Regions from separate parts of the Mus musculus genome. Here regions 1, 2, 3 and 4 are each linked to region 5. Evidence: chromatin contacts called from public promoter capture Hi-C data. All regions are on one chromosome and are shown on one strand. Each heading gives the region's core, a stretch centred on a gene start, on an enhancer-like site or on the middle of the called end of the contact. The rest is flanking DNA. Distances are from core to core; before and after follow the strand shown. Region 1 holds the start of Erfe (erythroferrone). Region 2 holds the start of Ilkap (integrin-linked kinase-associated serine/threonine phosphatase 2C). Region 3 holds the start of Espnl (espin-like). Region 4 holds the start of Mlph (melanophilin). Region 5 holds the start of Rbm44 (RNA binding motif protein 44).

Region 1 (4,001 bases), core at 123-2,622, 220 kb after region 5:
ATGAGGATTAGATTTCTGCCATGCAAGAAGGCACAGGGAGGTCACTCGCTGCTCTCCTGCCGGGCCCGACTCACTCAGAATGTTCACTCAGACCCAGGCACCACCACACTCAAGGGTCCCACTTCTGAATCAGAGATGCCACTCCTTTGAGGCTGTGGACCCTATGCTTAGCGCCCTGTGAGCTTTGCCATGCACTCCTGTCCTCCTGAGGACCTTGCTTTCAAACAGGACCCTGCAAACATGCGGGAACCTTTCCTGAATGGCTAGAGCTCTGGGGCTATGCGCCTGAACTGGACCGCGTCATTACCTTGAGCTAGGGTCCAGGAAGCCATGCCAGTACCAGAACTATTTGGATCTGGGCCCTCTGGAAGAACCCATGACATCACTAGGACAGTCCGTTGTTTGGGAAAATAACTACTTTCACATGGCAACAGATCTGGTTGTCAGCGCTCCAGCTGGGGCCCTCACTGTGAACAGAGCAGGGTCACTTGATATCTTAGGGTCATGCTTCCCAAATCAAGTCCCTTCTTTGGACTCCCTCTTCTAGCCTTTAAGGGCACCTGGACGCACACAATTTAAGATTAAAACAAATCAAGCAAGCAAGCAAACAAAGGAAAAAACAAAAAACAAAACAAAACAAAACAAAACAAAAAAAGAAACAAAGAAACCCAGGTGTGCTGCTTTATCTACAGCCAATGTAATGACAGCAGCTCAAGGCAGCTAGGCCTGCCTCTCTGGAGGAGAACCACCCAGAAAAGGCCTCCTCGCAGTTCATCCTTTAGGATTTGCCACATCTGTCCTGGTTGAATGCTCCGTGGTGGGCAGTGGGCAGCAGTCTGAGCTCCATCTGCCTGGCTTAGGACATCAGAGGGATCCGACCTTTCAGCCAGACTGGGTCAGTTCTCTGTAGCTGCTAGTAGCAGACTCCGTAGCTGGAGCCTGAGAGGTGCCAGCTGTGCAGATACATCCGGGGTGGGGAAGAGCAGGGAAACCTTAAAAGTGCTCCAGGTTCCCCAGCTTGAAAAGGAGGAGCCATAAGGGCTGCCATATTCTCAGGTACTCAACTTGTCATTAAGGCCTGGAACCATGAGAAAAGAAGAGACCCGGGGCGGGGGGAGGTCCTAAGAAGACGTGCAGAATGGTGCAGTGGGTGTCCTTAGAGAAAGGGGGGGGTGTCTTAGAAAGCCTCGGGTGCAGGGCTAGGAGAAGAGAAGCTAACCCTGGGCTACAGGCAGCAAAGTGGAGGCGTGCACGGACCGGATCGGGCGCCCGCCTCCTCAGGGTCCCCTGTGCCTGCAGAGCGTGCCCTAGCCGCGAGGGGGCGACGGCAGCGAGGGCGGCGCGCGCGAGGCGGGGGATTCAAGCGCGTTATAAGGCGCCGACCTGACCAGCCGTGCTCTTTACTGCCGCCGCCGCCGCCAGCATGGCCTCGACCCGCCGCCCCGTCGGAGCTCGCACGCTGCTCGCCTGCGCCAGCCTACTCGCCGCCATGGGCCTCGGTGTCCCTGAGTCCGCGGAGCCCGTGGGGACTCATGCACGCCCGCAGCCGCCCGGGGCCGAGCTGCCCGCCCCGCCAGCCAACAGCCCGCCGGTAAGACGCAGCCGCGCCCCACATCTTCCTGTCCCGGGGGGCCCTAAGACGGTGGGGAAGGTGGCACCCCTTGCTGCGCAGTGTCCAACACTGGGGATACGTCGCTCTCAGGGGCTCTGTGAGACCCAGGGTTGGGTGGATGCGTCCTCTGTACCGTGGCTTTGGCGGCAGAACTCCACTAGGCCAGTAGGAGAGATTGGGAAAGGTGTGAAATGCAGTTAACTTGCTCCTCGTGAAACTGGAAGACTGGTGAGAGAGCGGGGCTCCCAGATCTAGTTCCTTTTTGTTAGGTGACTGCGTCTGGGAAAGGAGTGATGTAACCAGGCTCTGCCTGCGATCCCTCCCAAGATCTCCACCTGAACTGCTGGGGTGGAGACGCAGGCTGGGGAGGGTGTGGCTAGAGGCCTGGGGAGGGTGGATTGGTAGCCTTCATTGGAGCTGGTCAGTCCTGTTGGTGAGAGTTCAGGGAAGAATTTCAGGGTCTAGTTGATCGCTCATGCTGTGGGCCAGGCACAAGGAAACCCCAGGCCAGCGCGCTCTTCAGTTCTCAGCACCCCAGGGGCCAACAAAACATCCACTAAGACAGCTGGAGATGGTTACAATACCTCCCTCTGCAAGGCATCCCTGGGTCCTTCCACCATCCCATTTCTGCCTCCTTTGGTGGGAGTAAACATGTCCTTGTTGTCTGAAGCCTCCCCCTGACCCCCAGCCATCAGCCTTCAAAACTTTCATGAGGTCCAGACATAGTCACCAGGAAGTGGGGAGTAGGCTGGACCTTCCCAGTGGAATGTTGGCCTTGAACCCTCTTTGGGAGGGGCAAGGTGTCACCAGTTCCCTGATAGCTGGAACCCAGCTCCCACTCCAACTCCTGGGGCCCCTGACCAACATGGCTCCATGTATTTTCGGTGCTGCCCTCAAGTTGACAGTGGTGCGAGTCTGTACACAGGCCACCGGTCCCCTGGAAGGGTCAGTACACCTGTTCTGACCTATAATGGAAGCACTGCACTGTGAGTGTCCACTGAGGGCATCAGACAGCAAGAAGCATAGAAGCCTCCATCATCCTGACACAGCAGCCTGGCCTGTGACCCACAAGACCCCGGTTTGGGTAGTTTTGAGATCCTGGGTCTTTCTGTCAGACACTGGAGTCTGTGCCCTTGACTTCTTCTAAGGCCTCTTGAATGGTTCATTCCTTTCCTAGCTGGTAGCCCTACATGGAACCCAGACCATTAGAGGCCTATTAACTGTCCTATTTGCCAAAGGCCTCTGCCAGGAAACAAGGCCACTCTCAGAGCTTGAATCCTTGGGCCAGTGTTTTAGAAAGCTGAGAAAAGTAAAGGCCTAGCTAGAGTCATGACATCCGGCTCCTCTGCCCCACTGCTCCCCATGCCCTGTGACCACAGTGGCCCTGAGGCTGGTCTCCCTGACACTTCTGACTGTGGGGAGGGACAAAATGACCTGTTGTCACCCAGTATTCATATATTCATAGTCACCTCCTAAGCAACTGTGGGTTCCAGTGACTGTCAAAGGACGGTGACACTCAAGGAAAAGCAAGAAGATACATCCCAGAGCACCTGCTTTGGAGCCCCACTCCTACCTTCCTGCAGCCTGGGCTCCCTCCTCCATGGGCTGGGGATGGGTCGGACACTACCTCTGAAAACACAAGTGACAAGGGCAAGATGCTACCAAGCAAACCTACTGTGGCCATCTGTGTTCCAGGAACCCACCATTGCGCATGCACACAGTGTGGATCCCCGGGATGCTTGGATGCTGTTCGTCAAGCAGAGTGACAAGGGGATCAACAGTAAGAGGAGGAGCAAAGCCAGGAGGCTGAAGGTGAGCAGCTTGGGCCCACCACCTCCCCGAGCCCCTAGTACCCTTTCCAACAGCAGAAGCCATGGAAAGAAACAAGGATCAAGTATGAAGCTGGCGTCCAGCAAGTCAGGAGTTAGGAGCCCTCAGGATGCCAGGTCCTCCCCAGATTTCCCTTCATGGCCAGAGGGAGAAGCTCACCCAACATATGCTAAGGAGTTGGGTTGGCTTCGGGCTGCTGGAATGGTACAGGATGGGAGCCTCTCAGTATGGCCCTGGCTTGGGCAGGAAGCTGGCACTTGGACCTGATGACTGACTCCTGCATTGAGTTCCTCCAAGTAACTCTGGATCCAGGCTGGGCTTCAGTGTGTGTTGTGTTTCTCTATTGAGGGTCAGCCTTACCTGCCCAGGATCTGACCCATTCACTGGGCCTGGGTGTGTGTATGTGTGTGTGGTCAGCCCTGCCCCCTTAGGCTACCTGGCCTTGCTTAGGCTTCTCTATGCAGGAGCTTGCCTCCTTCCCTTAGGTCCTGACCCAGACCAGTATAAACTCCCAAGTGCAGTGGAGACTTGTTGTTGTGTCTCAGGCCAGACTGAGATT
Region 2 (4,256 bases), core at 1,356-3,855, 250 kb after region 5:
CTCCTAAATTTCATACGTTTAAGTTACTCTGGTGAGCAAATAGCCCTTGACAATTAAACATCAGTTTTATTTGAGGTGCTAAGGACTAGACTCAAGATTTTTCATGCTAAGTATGTGCTCTTGCGCTGAGTAATAGCGCCAGGCTGACCATCAGGTGCTTTGTCTTGGTACCAGCTCTGGACCCAGGGCCTTACACATGCTAGGCAGGTGTTCTACCATGTGCTCTCGCTCTAGCCTGACCAGCAGCTTTGAACAAAATGTTCTAACAAGCAAACAAGTGAACCACTCTATGTAACCAAACAATCTATGCCAGCATTTTATGTATCTATAAGTTCCACTACTGATAGAAAATAGGTATAATTCCTTTCTGCAAAAGATTGATTGTTATTTTAAATTGATATACTCAACTATCAAAATCTCTTAAGTCCTGGAGTGAAGCTGGAATTCAGTACAATATCTGTAGACATAAAACACATACTTTCTACATACTTATTCCAGGTTATAAAAATTTGTCTTGTGGGTATGAAGATAAGATGTGATACTTAAAAAAAAACAAAAACAAAAAAAACACACAACCAAAAGAATGAAACAAAACATGGCTGCTGTGCTGAGTGGTGGCGCCATATGCCACACACCTCATACTTTCTACAGAATCAGTACAACTGTCCCTTTATGTTGTGGTTACAGTGCAGATCCTAGGGATGTCACCAGCCATCATCTACAAATCCCTGACCATAGAATCGAACCTGGGCCATGCATTCTACCAAACGCACAGGTTCTCTTTATTCCACATAGTATCTGCAGGAGGCATCACTTATTACACACATTTGCCAGCGGTTCCTGAAGGTCAAAGGCAGTGCAAAGCTTGATCTGAAGACACAGCAGTTTCCATTGTCCACACATCTTCCTATAGTATGTGAAAATGACTAGACTTATTTCTTAATTGCTCCCAGTACTATTTTGGAAAATTTGTTATACTTACCCATGCATGAGCAGGGTCAGTATGCAATTTAGTCTTATTCTTATGACTACATAACAACCAACACCATTTACTAAAGCAAAGTATGGTGTCGGAACATGGTCTGAGAATGGAGTCCTGTGAGGAGAATTCTAAGTGCCTGTGAGAAAACAAGACAAGAGTCTTGTGACCTCAGTTTCTTCAAAACACATAATTATTCTTGGAATGTGTTTTTGTGTCTCCCCCACCCCCTGTAGTGGATAGGAGTGAGTTTATTTCAGATTACTCAATATGTTTGGGGGGGAGAGGGGGAGAGAGGGAGGGAGGGAAGGGGCATGGGGAACGCATGTATCTGCTAAGTCCCAAGTTGAGTTTAAGGTTTTAGGTCATGTCAAGAGAGCCTTGACCACGGAGAAGACCCAAAATAACTTTGGATAAAAAGCAATAGGGACTACTAATGATGACAGATTTCTAGGCACATCTGGCAATCCAAACTCTGGTCCGAGCACATTCAGACACAGGTTATACTCCAGTGACAGATGCAAGGCTGCCTGTATGAGGCCAGCTTTACTCACAACTGTAACGGTGGTTATCTTCAAAAAGCATGGCTGAATCAAACTCAGTCTCAAGGCCTAGTTACTTAGAAGCTTCTGTACCATCAGAGTGGTTGGTGGGGGTACGTAACGGTGCCACTACCAGGAACAACTGCAAAAAGAGGACACTACAAAGCATCTCAGGAGTCTGGAGGTGCGCAGGTTAAAAACCAAAGCACAGGTGTGAAGAGGACAGGTCAATACCTTCTCATAACCCCAAGCTCCAGCATTCTTCCATGCTAGCCCGTCCCGCTCTGCCAAGCTGGAGATCTGAGCCCTCCCACTTTTGAACATTGTTTCCTTGCCTAGAATCTCTGGAAACCATCAGCCGAAGCCCTCGCTAAAGGCCGCCTCCTTCCCAGGTCTTTCTCACTAGTCTTCGGGTACCGTTACTCCGGACGCTTGGCGTTTCCCACGGTTTTTAACCTATGCCTCTGCGATCAGAACTGAACTCTCTGAAGGCAAAGGCTGGGTCCTCTTCACCTTCCTATTCCGTGCCAAAGACCTTCCCAAAACGTGGGCTGCAGACGCCACCCCCCATCCCCGGCCTCGGTTATCTAGCCGTAGCGCCCTGCATTGGCTGTGCAGGCGCCCCGCACCAAGGGGCTGGAAGTCGGAAACTTGTTAAGTTCTCGGGGTTTCCAGGACGCAAACAGGCCCGGGACCAGGACATTCCGCTGGGAGTCTTGCTGTAGCCAAATTAAAGCCAGAGTGCCCCGACCCTTCGGCGCGGGACTTCGTGCGTGTGCCACGCGAGGCCTGGACAGGGACCGCGCGGTCGCTGCGGCCTCGGGAGCCACAGGCCGAGACTGAGGCGGCGGTGGCGCGAAGATGGCGGAGGCAGCGCATCCCGGCGCCGCCCTTTTCCCCCGCGCCGCTTACCGGCAGATGGCCGCGGCGCGCGCTCGGGCTCCGGCAGGTCCCCGAAGAGGTCCATGGCGGCGGGGCAGTGGAGCGGAGGCTCCGCGCTACCCTGGGCGGCGGCGGCGGCGGCGGCGCCGTCACTCACCGCGGGAGACCCTGCCAATCGCGCGCCGCCCAGCCGCCGCCCCAGAGTGCTACGCGCGGGGGCGGGGCGGGGGTGGGCTGCGCAAGCGCACGGGCGCTCTTGGCCTGGGCATTAGGTCCCGTGATAAATTGTTATGGCGTTTCCCCGGAAAGAAGGGAGGAGTGGCGCCGAGCCTGACATCCAGACAGGCTTTTGGCCGGAGAGGCGGGTCTGCACCTGTCCACTGTTCCCTGTGTGACCGAGCAGGCAAAGCACCTTCTGACCGCCCGGGAGCAGGATGGCGCCCAGCGGGGTCTCAGCTGTCCCACTGGGATAGAGACCAGAAAAAAACACCATCACTGGCCAAGCCACAAAAGTGACAAACATCCCTCATCTCAGCCACCAAATTTATGACGCTTTACCAATTACAAAGTTGTGTTGTGTATTTTCCCTGGTCTCAGAAAAGAGCCACTCATGGAATTAATTCCTCTTCCTACCATACAATCCACAAAGACTTCACTTCCTTAAAGGTACCCAAATTTATTGACTACACACCCCAATCCTACCAGCCCTTTCCAACACCACCTTACCTGTTTTTTTTGTTTGTTGTTGTTTTTGGTTTTTTTGCCAGTGTTGTGTGGACTTCTTGGTGCAGTAGGTAACAAGTCATTGCTTCCTTGCAAATGTAGACCAGATATTCTCTAGCTGCAATAGGTGGATCCACCCAGCTGACCTCCAAGCCACTGTTTGAAGTTTTTACTGCACTCAGACAGAACTGTCTCTTCCTTGACAGATGTAGGATTTTGAAATAACAGCACTTTGTCTTTTGTCCATATATCTCATACACTTCTCAGCCCATCCCAACTTGATATCACTATGTTTTTAAAGCAGCTCTTGCTAAGTGTCTTAGGGTTTCCATTGCTGTGAACAGACTCCATGACCTAGGAAACTCTTATAAAAGACAACAATTGGGGCTAGCTTACAGGTTTAGAGATACAGTCCTTTATCATCATGGCAGGAAGCATGGCAGCATTCAAGTAGGCACGGCGTTGGAGGACCTGAGAGTTCTACATTTTCATCCAAAGGAAGCCAGGAGCAGACTTTCCTCAGGCAGGTAGGAGGAGGGTCTTGAAGCCCACCCCTAAAGTGACACACTTCCACCAATTAGATCACACCTCTTCCAACAAGGCCACACCTCCTAATAGTGCCACTCTGAGGGCCAAGCATATTCAAATCACCACACTAAACTTGATTTCCCACTCCTGCAAATAGACTCGTCGGCCACCATTCCACATGAATTCTGGCAGTGTTTGCCATGTGGCCTGTCTTTCCCTCATATGTATGGACATCTCTAATCATTACTCCATCTCTACCTGGTTTACAGCTCAACTTCTGGCTGCTAAATAAAATCTTTTGTGGAGACAAGAACTTGCTCAGTAGGCCAGGCTGGACTTGAACTCACAATGCCTCTACCTCCCCAGTGCTAGGACTATATATAAATCTCTGTCACCACCCCTGGCAATTGGAATTCTGACCTGACCCTAAGTTCTCTTCTGTTCTCTTTCCCTTCATAATCTCCATGCACACCAGGCTTGAACTGCTGCACCTTTGGACATGACTCGTTAATTTTCCTACCACCAATAGATCTCTGGGTTCCACTAAGTGCCAAGAACGGGTTATGGGTAATCACAGTACCTCAACTCCCTGACAGATTTCA
Region 3 (4,020 bases), core at 1,521-4,020, 180 kb after region 5:
GAGCTGGTGGGACAGTTCAGTGGGCATGTGAATGGTCCCTGTGCTAACCAGGAGAGGAGGACAAGGACCAGGCTCTCCGGAATCAGTGGTTCACAGAAGAGAGAAAGGACCTGGCCACACAGTGCCTGGAGTCCAGCACATGATGGCCGAGGCTCCCTTAGGAGCAGGGAGACTGAGGCCAGCTGGGAAGCAGGGGGGAAGGGGAGGTACAGATGGGAAGGGCACATGGGCTCCCCCAATTAAGCACTAGATGGCATTGCTCAAAGAATGTTTACCATGGCCGGGCGTGGTGGCGCACGCCTTTAATCCCAGCACTTGGGAGGAAGAGGCAAGCAGATTTCTGAGTTTGAGGACAGCCAGGGCTACACAGAGAAACCCTCTCTCGAAAAAACAAAAACAAAAAGGAATGTTTACCATGACTCCAATACAGGAAAGGCCCAGGAGCCAGGGCTCAGTGCAGAGCTGAACATAGTCGGTAGAAGCATGGGAGGAAGGTGTTAGGGCTAGAGAGCAATATGGTTCCCCATGTGAAGCACAAATGGGTACCAGAGAGAAATGGAGAGTGTTAGGGGGGCCTTACCTATGTCGGCTTGGAGGAATGTTTGGGCCAGGGAGTCTGGGGACAGGAAGACCCCAAACGGTGTCATCAGGGCAGGTAGGTGGGCACTGCGGGGACCCAGCACATCCACAGCTTGAGAGCCTGGCTGAGAGGCAGAAGGAGCACAGAGGAAAGTAAGTCCTCACAGCAGCCGATGCTCTCCCTCCTCTGCAGGCCATCCCCAGTGCTGCTGAGCTGCGGCATTCCTGTGGACGTGGCCCGGAATGCAGTCCGGCTCAGCGTGGGCCGCGGTACCACCAGGGCTGATGTGGATCTCATCGTACAGGACCTGAAGCAGGCCGTGGCCCAACTGGAAGGGCGGCTCTAGAACTAGCAGCCGCTCTCTGTAGCCAGCTGGACTTTTACCACTCGATCCATAGGAAACCGCTTGCAAAAGCCCTTGGTCCCTAAGCTGCCCCATCTCAAGAGCTGCGTTGAGGTGACTTGTCCTACTGTGGGGTGCAGAGTGACGAGGGGCTGCCCACCGCACAGAATCCCACCCCAGCACCCATCCTTACAAGCTCAGGACAGCCATGTCACATAGGACTTCTCCCTGTCACCTTCTGACAAAGGCCACAGGGGAATAGGAATATTCCAGTTATCGGGCAGCCTGCCAGGACCGCCTGACCCCAGAAGGCACCTTGGTCAGAAGACAAAACCCAAGTCTTGGTCCGGTGTCACTTAGCTGCTAGTGTGAGAATAGGAAAGTTGATTTTGACTCCCCCTCCTACCCCCAACCCCCCACCCCCGTGCTTCCCCTGTGCACCTACAGACACACCCTTCTCCAGTGCAGCCCTGCCTCTGCCCTCAGCCAGCCACTGCCCACCTGCCTCCCTGGCCTGATGGTCCGCAGATGTCCCATGCCTTGTCCCCGGAAGTCGAAGCTTACCCTGCCTTCTACTCAGGGATCCACCTCCAGCGTGGTACCGGGAGGCTGGTGCCTGAGCTCAGTCTTTGCCAAAGTGGGAAATCTGATCATTTCTCGCTCAGATTCCATTTTAATTTTATTTTGCAAAAGGCTGTGCCATCTTAAGGATGTGTGGCACACATCGCACCAAGGTTTATATAGGAATGTCTTCCTGGAGGCTGCTTTTTGGGTCTGTGGACCAAAGGATGACGCAACCCGTGAAAACAGTTGTCAGAAATTAAATGAACTAATGAAACATGTCTGCACCTGCTGAAGTGGCCTGGGCTTTCTCTGGCGGTGGTGGGAGAATCTCTGTCTTGCTGCTCGCAGGGATGTACACTTGTCTATCTGAGCTGAAGGGGAGGAGGTTTCTGATGTACCTTGTGAAATGACACTGCAGCCCCGGGGCTTGAAAGGGACTTCTGGTAGCCTGAGGTTGGTCTCTGATCAGCAGCTTCCTATAGCACCATGGTGACCCCACATTAGTCCTGACTTCCCCAGCCAAGGACCATGGATGGTCCAGACTCCCAAGAGTGCTGTGGCCAGAGGGGGCAATGTGGGCCTGTGAGGTCATCCCCTCAGCCTTACCTTAATCCAGCAGCCAAGGCAAGCTCCTCCAGTGTCGGTGCTGAGAACAGCCAAGGACTGGATTTCAGATACAAGCCAGCCAGGCACAGTTGCACACACCTTTAATTCCAGCAATGGGTGGATAGAGACGGGTGGATCACTGTTCTCTGTGAGTTCCAGACCACTACTTAGTGAGACCCTGTCTCAAGTAAACACACACACACACACACACACACAGAATGTGTATGTCTGTGTCTTGGGTGCCTTGGGTGATGGCATTTAGACTCTAAGGCTATCGCAGTGGGTCTCCTGGGTAGCCTGCTAGTCTATCACTGAAGTGTTTCCTGGGGCAGGTTTCTGAGCCTGAGCTGACTATAGCTGTGAGCACCGCTCGCTGGCTGGCTGGCTGGCTGGCAGGCTGGAGACCCATCCCAGGCCAGGAGCCCTGCTGAGGGGTGCTCTCACTTCACTCTGTAGATGGTAGGGCTCCAGCCGCTGAGTGGAATCTGCCAGCCTGACTTGCATACCCTTCCCCCAGGCCCGCACTCTTCATGCTTGGAAGGGCCAGGCACCCAGCCCGAGTTGCTTGGGCCAGGCTTTGAGGGCCAGTCTCCAGAGCCTGCCCCCCTCTTGCTGCCTCCCATCTGCCCCGGGAGCTGCTTATCAGGTAACCAGAGCCTTCAGCAGCGTCCACGCCTGAAACAGGAAGCCGTGCCGGGCCTGTACACAAGCCACTACTGAGAGTCAGACTTGAGGATGGAGGCGCAGCAGGCACTGGTGGCCTCCAAGGATGGGGATATGGCCACCTTGGAACGGCTATTTGAGGCTGGTGCCCTAAGACCAGACATCACTGATGATCTGGGGGCTGGCCTGGTGCATCATGCCACCCGGGCTGGTCACCTGGACTGTGTCAAGTTCCTGGTACAGAGAGCCAAGCTGCCAGGCAACCAGCAGGCACACAACGGGGCCACACCAGTGCACGATGCAGCAGCCACGGGCAACCTGGCAGAGCTGTGCTGGCTGGTCCGTGATGCGGGCTGCGGGCTGCAGGTAAGCTAGAACAGGACGGCTCTGTGCCTGTTTGTGAGGTGAGGTGAGTCCAGAAAGTCCGATCCCTAGAAGGCCCTGAGCTCTCAGTCAGAGATGTGTGCCTCTGCCTCTCCCAACCCATCCCTTCCCCCCTAAAAAACGCATAAAGCCCTTAAACACCAGCCACAACCTCAGATGTATCCAGCACTGGCACAGAAAAGTCACTGGGGTTTTTCCACACCTCCCTCAGCAAGGAGCACCCAGGGCTGCCAACGATGGCCTTGCCTGTGTTCAGGATCTCATCTCTGATCAGACCTGATCACCAGACCTGATCAAAGGGTCGAGGAGTGGATTTAAAAAGTGGCTTTGGGTACGCAGGATCTTGTACCCCTAGGGACACAGACTGTGGTAGTGAGAAGGCTCTCGAGTATGGCGACCATCTTGCTAGAACATTTCTATCAGAGCTACCAGCCTCCTACTTGCTTGCATGCCTAGACCTGCTTGGTACAGGCAAGGGACTTAGAGTTGTTAGCCGTGGCTGCCTTCTTGAGAGCTCGAAACAATCAACAGAGTTGGATAGAGATGGAGACACCTCCACGTGGCATAGAGCAGTGTGGTTCAGCCTCCACAGCATTGTTCACGGATCTATCCAATGACCCCGAGGGTAAAGGGCAGACAGACACTGAACTGTCTCTAGATTCACATTGGATCATAGCACCCTCAGGGAATGGCCAGGTCTACTGGATGCTTGACACCTTGAAGAGAAATGCCTTGGGGACCATCAGGGAGAGGGGAGAAGCCCAGAGGTCTAGAGGCTGGTGCCCTGGAACAGCCATGGTGGGAATCACTGTGCTATTAGAATTCTTTCTGAGCATGTGCAGAACGTACAGGGACTCAGCTGATGAGGATGGTAAGCAGC
Region 4 (3,815 bases), core at 771-3,270, 230 kb before region 5:
AAATTCCGAACTTCATTTTTATTCTAGGGATCATGCTCTGAGTGTGGAAGGATGGCTGCAATCATGTCTGCACCATCTGAGGCACACTAAATACACAGTGTTGATATTCCTTTCTACAGTAAGATTTGTAGCAGAATTATCTTTCGAAAAGAACCTGCCCACCAGTAAACATCAAGCAACCGTGCAGTACATAGCCTACATCATCAGACAGGATGAAACGGATTTCTGCTGGCCTTAGTGAGTGTTTGCCAGGAGCTCATGTGGCGGTGTGCTGTGAATATTGAGTCCAAAGCAACTTGCTGTGTCGAGTTTATTACTAACACCAGGTGCCGGACAGCAGTGAGGCTGTGGGGGGCGGCCTGTTCAGGGTGAGGCTGCCAGAAAGTCATGCTTCTCCTAAGAATCCCAAGTCACACAGCTGCTGCTTAATCACACACACACAACCACATACTCAGTCATATGCACACACACACACATAATCACATACACAGTCATATGCACACACAGAGAGACTCACACACTCAGTCATGCACACATACACAGAGAATCACATAGTTATATGCACACACAGAGAGAGTCACATACTCAGTCATATGCACACACACACACACACACACACATAATCACATACACAGTCATATGCACACACACACACACACACACAATCACATACACAGTCATATGCACACACAGAGAGACTCACACACTCAGTCATGCACACATACACAGAGAATCACATAGTTATATGCACACACAGAGAGAGTCACATACTCAGTCATATGCACACACACACACACACACACACACATAATCACATACACAGTCATATGCACACACACACACACACACACAATCACATACACAGTCATATGCACACACAGAGAGACTCACACACTCAGTCATGCACACATACACAGAGAATCACATAGTCATATGCACACACAGAGAGAGTCACATACTCAGTCATATGCACACACACAATCACATATTCAGTCACACACACACACACACACACACACACACACACACACACACGCGCGCACGCGCGCGCGCGCACACACACACATCTGCAGATGACCCAAAGCATGTCTTCTAAGGTTCCCTTTCCTCTCCTGCTGACAGGGAATAAATGCTACTATCACATCTGTCCACCCTGGAGCTAGTTATTGTTTACGGCCCTGTCTCTATGTTGCAGATGCCAGCACTGAGTTGTAAAAGTTGTCCTCAAAGAGTAGAGGCCTCTCTCTGTAGCTCAGGCTGGCCTGGCTGGAACTCAATACTAAAACAGGTTGGTCTGAAACTTTCAGCAATCCTCCTGCTTCAGCCTCCCAAGTGTTGGGATTTTGGGTGTGAACTAGCACACACTTGGCTAAGTGAATTTTTGTTTGGTTGGTTTTTTAATATAGCCATAGGGAAGGGGTCAGGGTGCTCTTATGCTGCGGCATGGGGGGAGGTTATGTTCTTTCAACATCCAGGGCAGATCTCTGGGTGGAGCTTCTCAGACCACAGACCTACTGGACTGTTTTCAATAGTCAAGGCCTTGGCCGGACTGGGGGGGGGGGGCCGCTTGTGAGTCCATCTGAGGGCCTGGGGGACAGCGACTCCAGCTGGAAACCTGGGCTCACAGTCTCACTAAGAAGTTGGTGACTTTGGGTAGGGCGCTTTTCCTCAGTTTCCCTGTCTGTGAAGCTAAGTAAAGAGTTAAAATGGATATTTGCGGAGGTGCCGTGTTCTCAGAGGATGCGGTTTGCCAGCAGATCCCTCCTATGGGGGACCAGAACCCAGTGGTGGAAATGAGCGCACAACTCCAACGCGTGTTCTGCTCTCAACCGGCTTGGGGACAAGGTGCCTCTGTCCTCCATACCCACTTCAGCGCCTCCCAGGAGGGCCACTGGAGTCCGCTCTGCTCTTGGCCTGTCCAGGCACCCTGGGGTGCACGTCGATCCCGGAGCTGGGCGGGTCAGGAGTAGCCCACGTGATCTGAGCCGCAAGTTGGGCAGGACCGGCGCCACAGCTGCCTGGATCCCCGCACACAGCTCTGTCTAGCTCAGTGCACCCTGACACTGGCCTCGCTCGGTGCCTGGGGTTTCTCTCTCAGGAGCTAAGAGAAAGGAGCAGAGGCCAGGACCCACCGAGCCAGAGCTACAGGCTGGGCATTCCCAGGAGAGAGGCTGGTGAGTGCACCAAGGACCTGGGGCTTGCAGAACTCCCAGAAGAGGGAATCTGGCTCAGGGAGGGTGCAGCGACACCTTACTTCTGAACTCTGGGCTTCTTCTGGATGCCTTAAACACAATGGGCGAAATCCTTGGGGAGCCCATTTGGGGCTAAACAGTTGGTTTTAATTAAAAGCTTCCTTTGAGCTAAAAGCTGGTGCCTTCGGGAGACTTGGACCGGAGCCCAGGGTGAGAGGCTATTTGTACAGAAACTTCCTCTTGGCTGCCCTCTTGGCTTCCTCTTGGCTGTCTTCTGGGAGCAAGAAGAAAGCAGATAGGTGCATGAAGGAGGCACCTGCCCTCCTCCGGACTTAGTGGAATCATGTTGTTGTTGTTGTTGTTGTTGTTGTTGTTGTTGTTGTTGGACCATAGGTCCTCTAGGCCCTCCTTCTTATTATGAAGATGTGAGAGGAAATGTGTTAACACCTCGAGTGTCACCCCACTGTGTCCAAGCCTGGGAGAGAGCTGAGTCTCACAGATGCAGGAAGATTTCACAGAGCACACACCTATGTCCTACTGACCTGAACTAAAAACACAGTTCTTTGCTTTCATCGGAAATGAGTTGGTGCTGTTGTCTGTTCTGTTTCTATGCCACAAGGATTGCTCTTGTTTCCTTCTGAGGGCTTTGAGTAATAACCAGGGTACAAGACTCCCCTAGATACCCAGGGCACAAGTCTCAGGAAAAGGGATGGGCTAAAGACCAGGGGTAGCTGGGCATTGAAGTTGGTGAACCCCTGAGCCTGATGGCTCCCTGGCCCAGATGTGTGTCATTTAACACACACCCATCTCCCAACTGATTACAAGGCCTTAGTAAGACACAGCAACAGCTTTCCTGGCCACGAGCATCACCCCTCCGGGCCCAGGTCTCCAAGGTGTCACTTCTTAGAGCATCACCAGGCAAGGTGGGGAGGTGAGTTCTTCCATCTCACCCAGCATCAGTGCCCCATCTCCAAAGTGGGTACCAGGGCAGGTGCCTCACAGGACTTGGAACCTGGTCCAGGCACAAGCATGAGAAGCTGGTGGGTCATCCTGATGCATTAGTGACTCTGAAAAGCTGCTGAGAACTAGAGGAGGAGGGAGGTTGGAGAGGGACACTGGGGGAGGGGGAGGTCAAGGAGGGGGAACTGGGAGAGGGGGGAGGTAAGGAAAGGGTAAAGAGGACACCAGAGCCTGTAGGCTAATGATACCGTTCCCTTCCTTCAGTATGGATGCAGGACGGCCATGTGTGCTGGCCATGCAGTCAAAGCACCTTTTAGGGCTCACTGTCTTGTTCTTTTCAAAAGCGACTTCTGAAAGAAGACACACACATCCCTAACATGTATGCACCCTGTACCCTACCACCATGGTGCCTCTTAAGTCTAAGATCCCAGCATCATACTGGGCTAGAGATGACCAGAGACCTTTGTAGATAAAGGCCAGCTTATCTGCTTCTAGTGCCACCTGTCCCAGAACCTGGCACATCAGTGACTGTGAGCAAACAAACTGAGGGACAACTCAGCATATGCCAGCTGACAGTGGCAGGATCACCCATGGGCCCCAACCTCTCACAGTAGACAGTGAGATCTTGAGAGCAGGAGGGACCTGAAGCACCCAAGCTGCCTA
Region 5 (4,234 bases), core at 599-3,098:
TCCCAGAGGCCCTTCATCTAGATGATCCACTGTCTTCTATGATCTAAAATGCAGACACATGAAAGCTGACACTTTCTGCATTGTTTCTTTGGGTAGAAGGGGACAGAGTGAGCATTTGACATATTTCTGCCAGCCCAGGAAAAAAAAATTCCAAAATATCTAAGTGCTCTACAGCAGTCAGTGGGGGAAGAGCTCCTAGCCGGGTATAGAACGTGGTCTGCAGTGTCCTCAGGGTGCCTTCCTCCCCATACACTTCCACAGCTACAGGGCATCCACCGCTCTGAACTAGACACCTGCCCAGACAAGGTATAGTGTCCAGCCTCATCTGAACCAATTTGCAGAACAGATGCCAGACTTAATTATCTCAGTAGCATCTCTGAATGAAATGGTGATTTCAGAAATTAAACACAAATTCACTATAGGTAAGAGGAGACTTGCATGAGCAATTGAGTTACTGCAAGGTGACACTGTGCAGGCCCACAAACTTATTCACAGTCTCCAATTCATTACTGAACAGCACCCAGCTGCTGGTAGGTCAATATGAGTTTGGCAAATCAATTTATTAATAAAAGAATAAATGAGGCCTCTGTCTCTGATGGAGCAGTTTGAAGGTAGACCCAGGTTTAAACCCATTTTGTCCTTATTGAAAGGGCCTCCACTACTCTTTGGTAATTATGTTCAGACAAGTAAAGTCACCTATGATGCTATTGAGATGTTGGTCCTCCTGGATCGTCTAATTTTGTGCAAGCTTAAATTATCTACCGTATCTGTACTGAGAACACAAACAAAATATGTATGTGGGAGGGGCTAGAGAGATGGCTCAGTGGTTAAGAGTACATACAGTTCCCATAGAGGACTCCATTTGGAATCCCAGGACCACCAGGGCTCACAACCTCCTATGAACTCCAACTTCAGAGAATTCCATGCCCTTTTCTGGCCCCTAAAGACAGCGCACTCAACGTGTACCTACCCACCGAGAAACACGCATATAGGCGTAATTACAAATAAAAAGCTTTAAAAAATATGTATATAATGAAAATTTAAAACCTCAGCAATCAAATAATCTTTTGTTTTGTGTTTTTTTGTTGTTTTTTGTTTGTTTGTTTGTTTTTGAGACAGGGTTTCTCTGTGTAGCCCTGGCTGTCCTGGAACTCACTTTGTAGACCAAGCTGGCCTCGAACTCAGAAATCCACCTGCCTCTGCCTCCCAAGTGCTGGGATTAAAGGCGTGCGCCACCACTGCCTGGCTCAAATAATCTTTTAATGCAGTCATATAAAAATCAAAATGAATACTAAGAGATCCATGATACCAAACTAAATAAAAACAGGATCACAAACAGTGTTCTCCATGGAGCCGTTTACAACCTGACCAAAATGGAAGAGAGGAGAAAAAAAAAAAAGGATACTGGTTTGGATAATTTTCTCATTTTGAGTCTTTTTCTGTTACTTTTTTGTTTTTAATGATTGTACTGAAACAATCTCTTGCTTTCTGAATTTTGTTGTACGCCCATACATTTTGTCCCAGAGGCAAATAAGTGCCCCACTCTAGACCCCCTCACCCCGCAAAGAGGATGCAGGATGCAGCAAAGCGCAAGCCACGGGGTTCCATGTCTAGGGCACACACAGCTCTACAAACCACAGGCACTCACCCGCTTAGCGCCTTTTAAGTCTCGCGAGAAGATACTCCCAGCGAGTCCAATCCAAGCCCCGTGCAGCTCCTTCCCGCGCATTTAAGCCCCACCAGGCCAATCATGGAGCCACCCTGTTACACAGCCAATAGGAGCTCTCCTCGAGCGGTGGGTGGGCCTCCGGCAGCCGTTACCCGCTAAACCCTGGGACACTACTCCTTGGAAAGTAGAGGAGGAGAGAGCAACCTGGAGGAGAGGTTGACAGCAGGGACACAGACGACACTTACGGTGAGCCCGGAATGGAGGCGAGACACCCTAGCCTCACCCACACCCTGGGCAACAGGGGCCGGTAGGAGCCTGTTCGGACCTATGCTGCCCTGCAGCAAAGTGCCCGCTCAGTTGCATTTTTTTGATCCCACCACCACGGTAGTAATTTGCTCTTGCAGGCTGGCCTGGAAGTCACCCTATGCATCGACACACCTATTGGTTAGGTGCTGGGCATGGAACCCAGGGGGCTCCTTCATGCTAGGCAAGGGTTCTGCCACTGAGCCAGGTCCCCAGGCTCGCCACAAGCACTGTGAGAGTGACTAAAGAGACAAGTGGGCACTCAGTGACAGTGTTGTCACTGAGGTCAAAGGTTGTTCTCTGGCGTCTGCACACACATGGTGCACATACAGACACGCAGGCACACATCAGTACACGTATCTGATTAAAAAAGAAAAAAAATGACTATGCTAGTTCTGGTAAAAGAAAAAAAAAACATGCTGGTAAGTCTTGCCTTTTTCCTCACATCATAAGATAAAATCCTGGGTTTATCTCTTGATTATAAGGATTCATCAGCAATCCACACCTGTCATTTTCTTTGAGGAGAAGTTTGTAAATAGAGATTTAATTTCCTTAGGTGCTAAGAGACCATTGAAGAGTTGTCAGATTTGTTAGAGAAAGTGTTTTAATCCTCTATTATCGCTTTAATATTGCCAATAGGTTAGTGGTTTATGTTTTCTCAGACCAAGTCTTATAAAGAGTATCAATTCCATTTGTTTTTAAGAAACAACTTTTGTCTTGTTTGCATGCACGATTGCCCGCAGAGAACAGAAGAGGCCATCAGTCCTGAGCTGGACTTTGGTTCTGAGTCACCCACTGTGGGTGCTGGGAATCCCACTTGCACCGTCATAGAGCAATAAGTGCGCCTAACCACTGGGCCGTCTCTCCAGCACATGCCTGGTTTCTTGTTTCTTCAGAACCTTCAGGCATTTCTGGTAAATCTTTTGTAGTGAAAGGATTCAATACTATTTTCTATTGATGGTGTGTGCTGGTTCTTGAACCCAGGTTTGCTGCATGAGATGTGTTAGGCAAGTGGTCAGTCTACCACTGACTTAGAGTGCCCAACCCCTAAAGCTGTAAATGAGTGCTATTTTAGCTGCATACTACATACTAAATTTCAAAATGTTTTATGATTTCCATTGTGATTTATTTCACCCAGAGACTTTTATGAATGTGATGCTTCATTTCCAAATCTTAAGGAAGTAACATCTTTTATTGTTTTGGTTTTGTTGTTTATTTTGGGTAGACAGGGTCTTAGGATGTTGCTCTGACTGACCTGGAATTCATTCTGAGATTCAGGCTGGCCTCAGATTCATCGAGTTCTGCCTCCTGAGTGTAGATAGATACTAACGCATTCACTACACATCCAAGAACATAAACATATTTAGGCTTATTGCCTTGCCATAAAAAAATCTAGGTAAATTGTGTGAAAATAATGCTTTATAATATAATGCAGTGGACAGTTTGGGGCTGTGGTTTCTGAGGAAAGGAAAGGTCTGAACCCCTGTGATAGCCAGACTTCCTTCTTAGAAGCGTGCTGCAGACCATGAATCAAGACAGAGATTTTAAATAGGAAGATCTTTGAGTTGAGATGGAGCTTAGACTTTAGAAAGACTGGTTAGCTAGACATTTCAGGGCTGTAGGCATGTATTTTTGCCAAACTGGGGATTGACCCTAGGGCCTAATACAGTCGAGGCAAGTGCTATAATATTGAACTCCTTTTTTTATATTTATATTGAAACAGAGTCTCACTGAATTGTCTGTCTCCTCCCAAGTAGTTGCAGAAACACATTCAGATGCACATGGTTTGCTAGATTCCTAACACTACTGCTGGAGGATTCCTGTGACTTTTATGAATTCCAAGTCCATTGTAGTCAGTGAAAATGGCAGTGCGGGTACCATCTGTTCTATCTACAGTGTATCTGCTGACAGCATCAGCACAGATAAATAAAGTCAGCTCCCAGGACACCTGCACAGTGGCCACTTGAAGATCTGCACACCGCTTCCCAGCATCTACCTGATGTCACCCACATAGGTTCACTGCAGTGTCTTTCCTAGATGCTCTCCCCTCCCTCTTTGGATCAGTAGTGGCCACACAGTCAAAAAGACAACTTGGTAGGAAGCAGCAGATTGCTCAGCTGTTTGTCCTCCCTCATGAGCAACCAGGAGTTATCAGAACCAAACTCTAGATTCCATGGAAACCATATCTTTCCAAGAAAGTATTTCTAGCTAATAGCCAGTAGAGAGTACCAAGTCCAGGGCTCTGCTGTATTCAATCCACTC

Evidence for each region. Promoter capture Hi-C pulls out the DNA fragments that hold promoters and counts their contacts.
Region 1: a promoter capture Hi-C map of hematopoietic stem and progenitor cells shows a contact between it and region 5, with 5 times the contacts expected there. The contact joins the promoter of Erfe here to the promoter of Rbm44 in region 5. A contact is called at or near these places in 5 of 39 promoter capture datasets (the 3T3-L1 cell line, the C10 cell line, the HPC-7 cell line and 1 more), 1 of 484 Hi-C or Micro-C datasets (CD8 T cells) and 2 of 9 other capture datasets (adipose tissue and liver).
Region 2: a promoter capture Hi-C map of the HPC-7 cell line shows a contact between it and region 5. The contact joins the promoter of Ilkap here to the promoter of Rbm44 in region 5. A contact is called at or near these places in 2 of 39 promoter capture datasets (both in the HPC-7 cell line), 1 of 484 Hi-C or Micro-C datasets (embryonic stem cells), 1 of 115 datasets of contacts at active chromatin or transcription factors (large pre-B cells) and 3 of 9 other capture datasets (adipose tissue, liver and pancreatic islet).
Region 3: a contact with region 5 is called in a promoter capture Hi-C map of hematopoietic stem and progenitor cells, with 4 times the contacts expected there. The contact joins the promoter of Espnl here to the promoter of Rbm44 in region 5. A contact is called at or near these places in 3 of 39 promoter capture datasets (the C10 cell line, the HPC-7 cell line and hematopoietic stem and progenitor cells) and 2 of 9 other capture datasets (adipose tissue and liver).
Region 4: a contact with region 5 is called in a promoter capture Hi-C map of the HPC-7 cell line. The contact joins the promoter of Mlph here to the promoter of Rbm44 in region 5. A contact is called at or near these places in 2 of 39 promoter capture datasets (the HPC-7 cell line and cranial neural crest), 1 of 15 datasets of contacts at CTCF or cohesin (the NIH/3T3 cell line), 2 of 115 datasets of contacts at active chromatin or transcription factors (bone marrow-derived macrophages and pancreatic cancer cells) and 2 of 9 other capture datasets (adipose tissue and liver).

The regions. Positions count from the first base shown.
Region 1 is chr1:91,365,058-91,369,058 of GRCm38.p6, forward strand. Erfe (erythroferrone) reads left to right here and starts at 1,373. Exons shown (of 8, transcript NM_173395.2): 1 at 1,373-1,591; 2 at 3,308-3,424. The coding sequence starts at 1,424.
Region 2 is chr1:91,396,218-91,400,473 of GRCm38.p6, forward strand. It overlaps Ilkap (integrin-linked kinase-associated serine/threonine phosphatase 2C), which reads right to left and starts at 2,606. Exons shown (of 12, transcript NM_023343.3): 1 at 2,434-2,606. The coding sequence starts at 2,488.
Region 3 is chr1:91,319,305-91,323,324 of GRCm38.p6, forward strand. Espnl (espin-like) reads left to right here and starts at 2,771. Exons shown (of 9, transcript NM_001033292.3): 1 at 2,771-3,122. The coding sequence starts at 2,829. It overlaps Scly (selenocysteine lyase), which reads left to right. Exons shown (of 12, transcript NM_016717.3): 12 at 773-1,776. The coding sequence ends at 926.
Region 4 is chr1:90,913,080-90,916,894 of GRCm38.p6, forward strand. It overlaps Mlph (melanophilin), which reads left to right and starts at 2,021. Exons shown (of 16, transcript NM_053015.3): 1 at 2,021-2,174.
Region 5 is chr1:91,143,255-91,147,488 of GRCm38.p6, forward strand. Rbm44 (RNA binding motif protein 44) reads left to right here and starts at 1,849. Exons shown (of 16, transcript NM_001033408.4): 1 at 1,849-1,915. It also overlaps the pseudogene Gm35443.